3 separate regions of the Mus musculus genome follow, and regions 1 and 2 are each linked to region 3. The links are chromatin contacts, called in public Hi-C and promoter capture Hi-C maps. All regions are on one chromosome and are shown on one strand. The core of a region is the stretch at or near the end of the contact, and the rest is flanking DNA. Distances in the headings are between cores, read along the strand shown. Region 1 holds the start of Psme1 (proteasome (prosome, macropain) activator subunit 1 (PA28 alpha)). Region 2 holds the start of Rec8 (REC8 meiotic recombination protein). Region 3 holds the start of Khnyn (KH and NYN domain containing).

What was found. Promoter capture Hi-C pulls out the DNA fragments that hold promoters and counts their contacts. Hi-C and Micro-C count contacts between places; a contact is called where the count stands out from the background.
Region 1: a contact with region 3 is called in a Hi-C map of B cells, with 6 read pairs. The contact joins the promoter of Psme1 here to the promoter of Khnyn in region 3. A contact is called at or near these places in 5 of 39 promoter capture datasets (the C10 cell line, the HPC-7 cell line, embryonic stem cells and 2 more), 5 of 484 Hi-C or Micro-C datasets (B cells, CD8 central memory T cells, cardiomyocytes and 2 more), 3 of 115 datasets of contacts at active chromatin or transcription factors (memory CD8 T cells, pancreatic cancer cells and trophoblast stem cells) and 4 of 9 other capture datasets (adipose tissue, embryonic stem cells, liver and 1 more).
Region 2: a promoter capture Hi-C map of liver shows a contact between it and region 3. The contact joins the promoter of Rec8 here to the promoter of Khnyn in region 3. A contact is called at or near these places in 10 of 39 promoter capture datasets (the 3T3-L1 cell line, the C10 cell line, cranial neural crest and 7 more), 2 of 484 Hi-C or Micro-C datasets (B cells and the G1E-ER4 cell line), 3 of 115 datasets of contacts at active chromatin or transcription factors (bone marrow-derived macrophages, intestinal villus epithelium and memory CD8 T cells) and 4 of 9 other capture datasets (adipose tissue, embryonic stem cells, liver and 1 more).

The regions. Positions count from the first base shown.
Region 1 is chr14:55,577,220-55,580,571 of GRCm38.p6, forward strand. It overlaps Psme1 (proteasome (prosome, macropain) activator subunit 1 (PA28 alpha)), which reads left to right and starts at 1,275. Exons shown (of 11, transcript NM_011189.1): 1 at 1,275-1,394; 2 at 2,376-2,408; 3 at 2,552-2,614; 4 at 2,712-2,822; 5 at 2,895-2,940; 6 at 3,111-3,208. The coding sequence starts at 1,356.
Region 2 is chr14:55,616,884-55,620,342 of GRCm38.p6, forward strand. Rec8 (REC8 meiotic recombination protein) reads left to right here and starts at 1,283. Exons shown (of 20, transcript NM_020002.3): 1 at 1,283-1,470; 2 at 1,663-1,775; 3 at 1,859-1,927; 4 at 2,015-2,157; 5 at 2,238-2,313; 6 at 2,697-2,817. The coding sequence starts at 1,720.
Region 3 is chr14:55,883,144-55,886,565 of GRCm38.p6, forward strand. Khnyn (KH and NYN domain containing) reads left to right here and starts at 1,799. Exons shown (of 8, transcript NM_027143.3): 1 at 1,799-1,999; 2 at 2,631-2,848; 3 at 3,349-3,422. The coding sequence starts at 2,648. It overlaps Cbln3 (cerebellin 3 precursor protein), which reads right to left and starts at 1,113. Exons shown (of 3, transcript NM_019820.3): 1 at 769-1,113; 2 at 324-443; 3 at 1-34. The coding sequence starts at 1,044.

The sequences.
Region 1 (3,352 bases), core at 25-2,524, 310 kb before region 3:
TCTGGATGTGTGAAAATTACATGAAACTCAAAATCTCCAATCCATAAGTTAATAATTCATTTATTTATTTTATTTTATTTTTGGTTTTTCCAGACAGGGTTTCTCTGTGTAGCCCTGGCTGTCCTGGAACTCACTCTGTAGACCAGGCTGGCCTCGAACTCAGAAATCTGCCTGCCTTTGCCTCCCAAGTGCTGGGACTAAAGGCGTGTGCCACTACACCGGGCAGTTCTATTGAAAGTCATCTGCACTAATTAATTTCGTGAGCTGCTTTCCTTTCAGGGTTATTACTATTCTGATTTTATACACACACACACACACACACACACACATATATATATATACACACACATATTTGTATATACATACATACACATAATTACTATATTACTACCCGCATATTAACACTTCCCAAAACTAAATAGCTATCACTAAGCCCTTGCAGAAAGTTTGCCTGGCTCCTGTTTAAACCATTGTATTATCCTGACTCAAAAACAAAACAAATGACAACAACAAAAATGGCTGGTATCAGAGTCACAGGTGCCAGTGGCCGTACTGAGCGGGGAAAGTACTTTCTGAAAAATGGTGGCGGAACATTTGAAGAATGATGGCAGAACATTCTCTCAGAAAAATTGACATCCAAGCTGAGAACTGGGTGAGGACATTAAGGGGAAGAGTGTTGCAGATTTCTCAAGGGCAGAGTCCTTGGAGCTGAATAAACACTGCCTACAAGTATTTGCTTGTGTAATGAATGAGTGTGGAAAGCAATGGACTTGAAGAGGATTGTGAAAGAAAAGTCTTTATGGATTTTATCATAGAGGCCTGAGTCCCTGCTGTGGGGGAGTGGTTTATTGGGGAATAGAGGGTGCCACAATGGCTTTGTGCAGAGCTGATTGACTCTTGTATAAGGATGGTGCCAGCATCTCCGCATAATCGTCTGGTGGGCGGGAGTATATTAGGCAGGGGACCACGCTGGGAAGACGAAGAGAGACCAGATCATACTCCAGATCATTAAGGATTTTAAACCCCCATGTAAGGCTTATTTATTGCCCTGGCCCTAGCAGAAGCAGGGGGTGCCGGGAAATGGCAGGCGAGGATGGGAAGGGGCAGGGGTGCTGGCGTTGGTTGGGAGGCGGGCCTGGCTGCCAAACGGAGAGACCCGAGCGCCGGGCGGAAACGCTACTCCGGCTGCTGGCGGAGCCCCCGCCTCTCAGTAGGCTGTCCCCGCCTCCTCCAGTCCCTCCACTCCCCAAACCCAGGAAGGCCGTGCAGGTTTCGAGCTGTGCTTTCGCTTTCCCTTCCCGCTGCCCACCCCAGGTTCCTCGTGCGGCGCTCACCACCACCCCCCGGCTCTGGCCATGGCCACACTGAGGGTCCATCCCGAAGCCCAAGCCAAGGTGAGCGTTGCGGGTTCGAGTGGGGAGTAGAGGCTTTAGAGAGGCGTGGTTCAGAGCAGACCAGAGCTCTGGGGGAGCCCACTTCCTAGCCCCCCTCACCTGAGTGGGGGTTGGGGGGGTTCTGCTCCCTAGCTACTGCCAGAAGCACCTGATCCCTTGGGAGTAGGTGAGGCGGCTGTGGTCCAGTGGGGTGAAATGGAGCCTAGAAGCTAGTGTGAAGTCTGCTGGCTTGGGGCCAGGGCTACACACAGAGACCTTGAGAGGGACTTGCCCTAGCCACCTCAGACTTTCCCTCGGAAAGGGCACGCACCTGCACTCTCTCTGCCCACTGTCTTAGGGTTCTGTTTGGTTTGAGACAGGGTCCCTCTATTATGTAGCTCTGGCTTTCCTGAAACTGGATATGTAGACCAGGCTGGCCTTGAACTCAGAGTTCCACCTGTCTGTACCTCTGGAGTGCTAGGATTAAAGGCCTGTGGTACCACGCCTGGCCACAGGGCTCTCTTATCGCCTCTTGCACAACTCTGGTGACCCAGAAATAAATAAATATATATATACATACACACACACACATACATATATATTTTTTGATTGTTTTGTTTTTCGAGACAGGGTTTCTCTGTGTAGCCCTGGCTGTCCTAGAACTCACTTTGTAGACCAGGCTGGCCTTGAACTCAGAAATCCACCTGCCTCTGCCTCCTGAGTGCTGGGATTAAAGGCGTGTGCCATCACACCCAGCTTGCCCAGAAATATTCTTATCCCCAAATTCAGCCTCCCTTGGGGATCCATTGAACTCTTCCCTGATTCAGGTGTGCTGAAAACTACCATACCACCCCAGGCCACCCTATATAGGGACCCATCTGACTTTCTTCAGATGTGGCTTCTCTATTCCCCAAGTCAGCCCCTACACCTAAAGGGAACTGTCCTCAAAAGAACTAGCCTTAAAGCTAGGTTTCTGAAGGGTTGCCTATCTATACCCTACAGGTGGATGTGTTCCGTGAAGACCTGTGTAGCAAGGTAAGACCTAACTCATCAGGGACCCCACCCCCACCCAGCTCCCCCAACTCTGGCCTCCCTCGCTGGGCAGTGTGAGCCCTTACATCACTGCCTTGGAAAGGGTGTTTGCTTCTGACCCTGTCCTCCTCCACTGTCTTACCCAGACAGAGAACCTGCTTGGGAGCTATTTTCCCAAGAAAATCTCAGAGTTGGATGCGTTCTTAAAGGTACTCGGGGGCTCCCCAGGCAAGGACTCAAGAGGAGCCCAGGGATGGGGGTGGGGTGAGATGAGAGGAACACCCTCATCTCCAGCCGTACCACTAGGAGCCAGCTCTCAATGAAGCCAACCTGAGCAATCTGAAGGCTCCATTGGACATCCCAGTACCCGATCCAGTCAAAGAGAAAGAGAAGGAGGAGCGGAAGAAGCAACAGGAGGCAAGCTGGGAGACCTGGGAGGTGGGCCAGCCATAGAGAGCATCAGCCTCAGTCCTGTCTTCCTCCCTACAGAAGGAAGAGAAGGAAGAGAAGAAGAAAGGGGACGAAGACGACAAAGGTACGGGGAAGCGAGGTGCTGGGAAGACACTGGTGACCCAGAGCTTCCAGGCTGCGGTTCTGCTTTCCCCTTTCCAAACTTCGCACGCCCAGTCATTCCCTGACCCACTGCGCGCTCTCTAGGTCCCCCCTGTGGCCCAGTCATTCCCTGACCCACTGCGCGCTCTCCAGGTCCCCCCTGTGGCCCAGTGAACTGCAATGAGAAGATTGTGGTCCTCCTGCAACGCCTAAAACCTGAGATCAAGGATGTCACTGAGCAACTCAATCTGGTGAGCTCTTCCGCCTTCGTCTCGGCTCCAGGCAGTGTCCTCAATGGTCCGGGCCAGGGCTCAATGTGGGCAGACGAGGGAAGACTGGGAACCTGGGAGTCGGGGTATGTATATGGAGGGGAAGGAAGGATGTGGTGATAAAGC
Region 2 (3,459 bases), core at 33-2,532, 270 kb before region 3:
GAGCTCAGGGCCTTGTGTGTGTATGTGTGTACATATGTATATATGTGAATATGCATATGTGTATATATGTATATACACATATATGCCAGTCAGGCTTTCTACGACTGAGCTACATTTCCACATCTCCAGCCCAGTTTTTACTTTTTACTTTTTACTTTTTTTTTTTTTTTTTTTTTGAGACAGGATTTCATTATCTCTCCCTAACTGGTCTGTAGACCAGGCCAGTCTCAAACTCTTAAGAGATCCTCCTGTTGCTGAGATAAAAGTATTATGCCCAGCTCATGAGACCCCTGCTTCCCCAAGAGACCACCAGGGCCCCCAATTCTGATGCAAATACTTGTGAGAGTCTTTATTCAAGCTCGAGCTTGGGCTACAAACCTTCCTGATGGAACAGGAAGGAGAGTGACCCCAGCTCTAGGTGAAGGGGTTTATAAAGGAAAAAAACCTGCAAGCAGGGGTTTCTTAGCCCTGGCATTACATGAAAGGGTAAAGGAATGTTGGCCTCTCAATGCTGGGGGGCATATCGCTTCAAGGACAGCAGGCAGTAGCTTTTTCCAAGTACAGCAGCTTATAGTAGAGTTTATTCTGCTACCTCAGTCCCTTCAAGAGGTGTGCACACCACTCTTGGCCTGTTTTGTTTTTTGCTTAGAGCTAGTGTTCAAATTGTCTAGGCTGGCTTTGAACCTGCCTCCCTTCCAAGTAGCAGCTGAGATTATAGGAGTTTGTAGTTACAGCTCCCTTGGCTGTTTTCTTTCTTGTTGAATAAAAGGCCACCTCACACAGTTTCTTGCACTTAGCACAGCACAGACCCTTACTGGGCACAAAATCGGGTTGGTGAAATTTAGGAGTAAGGACAGGTCCTATGCTCAGGCAAGGTACCTTCTCTTACATCTCTGTATCATAAACAGCACCAAGGCATCTGCCCTTCACATGACCCCGGCTCCTAAAAGATACTTTGTCAGCTGTCGCCAGGGAGAGAGACTGGATTTTCTCTCCGTTTATTGGTCAGCTTTGCACCTTGGCGAAGTCCTTGTTACTACCCGAGAACGAGAGGCCATTGGCCAGAACACCTCACAATGCCTTGGTAGCGCTCAGAATTCTCGTGATTGGCTGGCGACTATTCTCCAAGAGCCTATGGCCTGGAACTGAGTTCTGCTGCCTGGCTCCAGGAGTCTTTGAGTTTCTTCTGGCGCGGCTTCTCATTGGCTGTCGGTGGTACAAAGCCTTGGAGAGTGTGCACCTGATCCCGCTGGAGGGCGACAGGACCTAGAGCAAGGTCCAGAAGCTCAACGACGACGACTACGGCGGCGGCGGCGGTGGTGGTGGTGGTGGTGGTGGTGGTGGCGGGCAGCAGAGTCGAAGAAGGCCTCTTGACCAGAAGAGGACTCAGTCTTCTTTGAAGATCTGTTCTGTGTCTCTGCCCGGGTTTTTCTTGGAGCTCCGCATCTCTGCCTGGACAGAATCCTGATGGTATGGTGCGCGTTGTGCAGACCTTTTTAGGAATGGCCAAAGGAGGGATGCTTAGCTCCTGTGTCTTTGGTTACCTCCTAATTCAGTTGTATAGTCAGTCGTTTTACTAATTGGGCTTTTTGCATCCATATCTACCACACCCCCGTCCAAATTCCTACTCTTCAATGGTGCTGGAAATCTCGTATTCTCAAGAATTCGGATTGAGATCCAAACGGGATTGGTGCAGGGAAGGTGAACCCAGGAGCAAAGATGTTCTACTATCCTAACGTGCTTCAGCGCCACACAGGCTGCTTCGCCACCATCTGGTGAGCACAGGGCTGATGGCTATGCCAGGAGCCAGGTAGTGGGATCTCCCCTTGACAAGCCGTTCCTGCCCCCACCCCTCCAGGCTGGCAGCAACCCGAGGCAGCCGTTTGGTGAAGCGTGAATACCTAAATGTGAATGTGGTAAAGACCTGGTAAGATCCAGAAAAGAGGGAGGAATCGCTGGTGTGGGGCTTCTGGTTTTTGGGTGTTGCATTGATCAGGGCTTCTTGTTCTCCCAGCGAGGAAATCCTCAATTATGTGCTGGTAAGAGTGCAACCTCCGGTGGCCGGGCTGCCCCGCCCCCGCTTCTCCCTCTATCTCTCCGCCCAGCTTCAGATTGGTGTGATAAGGGTCTACTTTCAACAGTGCCAGTACCTTGTGGGTAAGGCTAGAGACTCCAGAGGTGGGCTAGAGCTGAAGGAGCCATGACTAGGTTGTTTATTTTACCGTTTTCACCCACAGAAGACATCCAGCATATCCTGGAGCACCTACATCGTGCCCAGCTGCGGATTCGCATTGATATGGAGGAGGCTGACCTGTGAGGCCCTGGGACTGAAACCATCCATACCAAGCTGCTTGGCCTCGTGCATTGTGTGTGTGTGTGTGTGTGTGTGTGTGTGTGTGTGTGTGTGTGTGTGAGAGAGAGAGAGAGAGAGAGAGAGAGAGAGAGAGAGAGAGAGAGAGGAGAGAGAGAGAGAGAGAGAGAGAGTAGGGGTAGAGGATCGGGAAGGGGGTAGGGAGAGAGGGCACTGTATGCATGTGGAGGTCAGAGAACAGCCAATAAAGTGGGCTCTCTTCCTTATGCTAGTTCAAATTCAGGGATGAAATTAGGGACTGTGGGGTTTGGTGGCATCACCTTTACCAGCCGAGCCATCCCACTCACCCTCAGTCTCTCTCCTTTACATCCCTGTTCTCGCCCAGACCTAGCTTGCTTCTTCCCAACTGCCTGGCCATGATGGAGACGCTGGAAGATGCCCCAGAACCCTTTTTTGGGAAGATGTCTGTGGATCCTAGACTTCCCAGTCCTTTTGATATTCCTCAGGTAGGGTTCACTCCCTTAGGACCCCTCAGAAATCACGAGATAACAGCGTAGGAGGAGGAGTTAGTTGGTGTTCCTGTCACTCTGGAGCTGAGATTTAGGAATGGGACATTGCCATGGAACAAGGGGGTTGCTGGGTGCAAGCAAGCAGAGCCCCAGATCCTGCTTACGAAAGGGCCAACCTGATAGGATGGTGTCCTCGCCAGAGGTGTTCTCCCTGCCACCTCCCACCGTTCCCACCACCGAGACCCTACTCTCAGGCTTCACCTGGTTATGTTGGCTTTTCTTCCCTGTCTTCTTCCATCTCCCACAACTTAGATTACATTACTCCAGCCACCATTTCCCATCTAAGCAGCGGGTCCTGAATGCAGACAGTAACAGCATCCAGGGATCCCTCGGTACCTGGATTTAGGGGTTCTCATCCCTACTCTGTCCTCTTCTCTAGACACCTTAGTTCCCAAACCCCAGCCCATTGCACATGTCCCATAGGTGCCACAATTACTTGTGACAGTGAGCATCCCAACAGTGTAAGAGTGGCCAGTCATTCTCTGCTAGTCAGGTTCTACTTGTCCTTCCAGACTTAGCTCAGATGCCACCCTTTCCATGAAATCATCCCACTTGAAGCCAAAAGTAAATGATGCCTGG
Region 3 (3,422 bases), core at 549-3,048:
AGATGACCGGCCATGTGTTCAGCATCAGACTCACCTGGGGAGGGGAGCCCAGTTAGCATCTATGTCCTAGTCCTTAGCTCAGGACACCCCGCCCCCCATCCTCCCAAGAGTTTTCTTTTGGGAACTTGAGGGTCAGTGGGCTCTCCAGTGAGCACTGAGGGGTGGCCAGTGTTGGGTTCTGTACATCTGCCATACCCTGCTAGCCTTTCCTCCCTTGCTCCTGGTCCCTGGGATACAGGTCCAACAGAAGGGCTATCCAGGGATGTGCTGCGGTCCACTATGACCCTCCCTTCCCCCCGGAGGTGGACTGGCACTTAGGTCACCTGGACAGTTTGGCGGTTGTACACCTTGACCACGTGGAATCGGAAGCTGTAGACTCCACGGACAGGGGCCACGAAGCAGCCCGAGGTCCGATCAAAGCCCTCGCCCTCATTGACCAGTACCTGTGGGGAAGCAGATTGTGTTGAGAGGGATTCTGGGTGCCGGGAGCTCAGGAGCATCACTGGGTTGGCATTTGTGCAGTGGGTGAGGAGAGAAGGGGTGGCAAACGGGTGTGACAGGAATGTGTAGAGTCAAAAACTATGAGGAAGGGCTACGGTGCTGTGTGTATGAATGAAAGAAGGCCAACCAACGGTCAGTGGCCATCTTAGAGGAAGGTGGTGCAAGAGATGCAGGTAATGGTTTCCTTGGAGTCCGAGGGATGCAAAGGGGCTTGGACAGTAGAGTCCAGGTCCTTGCATGTCTTCCGGACAGAGGCAGAGGGATTACCTGGTCGAAGTAGATGGCACCACTGGTACCGTTGCCGGTTTCTCCTGCTGGTTCATGGTGATGGCTTCGGACTGCAGCAAACGCCACTCGTCCTGGGGGTGCCTCTCCCAGGGCTGCACCCCCAGGTCCTCCTGCAGTAGGTCGGCCTGGCTCACAGACCACCAGGCACTCCCCCTCCAGTAGGACAGGCTCTGACCCTTCTTGAGCCCACCCAGCCTCCAGGGTCAGAAGCACCAGGGCCAAGGACAGCTTGGGTTTGTGCCATTCCGTCCCCATCCTTGCTAGGTGCCTCTGTAACTCACAGATTTTCCTGTCTTCTGTCCCCTTGGCTCTCCCCCCTCTGCTTCAAGGCTTCAGTACTCCTGCCCTGCTCTGCTGTCCTCTGTGAGTCTGGCACCTAGCCCGGGCACTCCCCTCCCTGTATCTTTTTGTGTCCCACAGCTCTGCCTGGCCTTACTACTGCTGTCTCTGCGGATCCCTCCTCCTTGGCAGAGCATGGAGTGACAGCAGTTGGGCCCTGGGAGGGAGAAGAGGAATGGAGAGAGGATATGAGGGCTCTAGCCACACAAGGGTGTGTACACACACACACACACACACACACACACACACGAAACAAAATTTCTTCAATTCCTTTCTCATCTTCTCCTTTTCAGTCTTTCTCCATGGGGTTTTCCTTATTGTGGCAAGGTGTGTGTCCTCATCTCCCCCCCCTTCCCCCCCTACTCCCCCAACTCTATCTACTTGGTGAAAGTGCTTGTGTCAAGGGCAGGATTCTCTTGTGACTCTGGACCAGTCACTTCTCTTGGAACCATCAACTGCAGAACTCCCAAGGACCCCAGGAACTGGAGGCGAACGTGAGAGTTGGCAGGAGGCGTTGGGGGTGGGGTGAGTGTCTGTGACCCGGTAGGCCCCGCAGGGGATGTGGAGGGCGGGTCGCTCGGCAGCAGGACAGCAGGCCGAGCCGGGGAGGAGGAGCGCAGCCCTGCCCCGAGCCCTGGCCAGTGCGGCCCTAGCGGGGGAGGAGCCGAGCTGGCTCCGCCCCGGGCCGGAAAGTGACTCCAAAGCCACAACGCGTTGTTGACGAGAGAAGTCTAGGTTGGGTGAAGGATCCGAGAAGGCCCTCCCAGATTCGGGCTCCCAGCCCCAGGCCCCTGGGGCGCGGGAGAAACGCGGGCCCCTCCTCCCCCGCCGCGGGCACCTAGAGGAGCGGGCGGAACTCGCGGCTTTGGCGGTAGGCGTCCCCCTTCCGGGCGATCGGGAGCTGAAGGCCGTGGCGGGAGGGTGGTCGGGCTGGGGGCGGCCGCCGCAGGCTGTGGGAGGGCGGGCTATGCCCCTGGGCCCCGGGTGGGATGCTTGACAGTGGACAAACGAGGAGGGGGGGCGGGGGCGGGGAGGTGGGAGTGGTTAGTGAAGGAATAAGGCGGATAGGGGAAACCCCCACCCCAGGACTACACTGTTAGAGCCTCTGGCGCGTATTCATTTCCCAAGAGGCCCTCCTCTACTCAAAAAATCCGAGACCTCTCAGCTCTGGGACTCTTTCCTCAAACCACCCACTTCTTGTGACCCTCAAAATGAGCTGGAGGCCCTCTCAACTCGTCCCTTCTCAGGGCGGTGGTCATCAGTTTTCTCTGGCCAGTCGCCCACCCCAGCTAGCCCTGTTTAAGAAGGGCTTACTCTCAGGGAGAGGCCTGTGTATAGATGATTTTCTATATTCTCCACCCGCGAGGTGGACTTGCTATCTCCTGGGGTTGTTTACCAGTTCTGTCACTAGGTGCGACCTGTTGATTGTTGGATGTATGCCATGTGATTAGGATTTGGGTTGAAGGGAGACAGAGACTTTGAGATTGCCTCTGCCCTTCCAGGACTCCAGGTAGAAGCCATGTCTACTTGGGGGTTTGCCTCCCCGACTCCCGACCGCTTTGCGGTGTCTGCGGAGGCCGAGGACAAGGTTCGGGAGCAGCAGACTCGCTTGGAGCGTATCTTCAACGTGGGAATGAGCGTCCTCTCCAAAGACTGCCCAGAGAATCCTCATATCTGGTTGCAGCTTGAGGGCCCCAAGGAGAACGTCTGCAGAGCCAAGGTGAAGTCCTCTTCCTTTTAGGGCTGCTACAAAGCCTTTTAGGACGCTGCCCCTCCCGAGGCCGAGTCGGAGGAGGGACTGGGAAATGCCTCTTGGCAATCTTATTGGCTGCCTCTCTCTTGAGCTTTGAGGAACTCAGCAAACCTTTTTATTTAGAATTTTGGTTTCACTTCTGCTGTGCTGCCTAGGTTCTTCAGGCTTTAGAACCAAATCACTTCATGCTCTTGGAGATAGTAAGGTAATCCCCTCTGTACAGGTGGGCCTTGCCAGGGAATTCCCTGGGGTTGAGAGGGGGCCGGCCACTTTTTCCCCCCTTTGCACCCAAGGCCAATAGGCTCCATCACTTGACAGCCCTCTGGTCTGTTCTTACATTTCCATAGGTCTACAGTGTGAATAGAAACAGTATCTACTTAGATGATGTAATAGCTTGAAGCTCAGGGAGAGCAGTGAATCTGAAAGGGATGGCTTCTAGAAGTTTCCTCTCTGACCTCCCTATCTAGGAATACCTGAAGGGGCTCTGCAGCCCAGAACTACAGAGTGAGATCCACTACCCACCCAGACTGCACTGCATCTT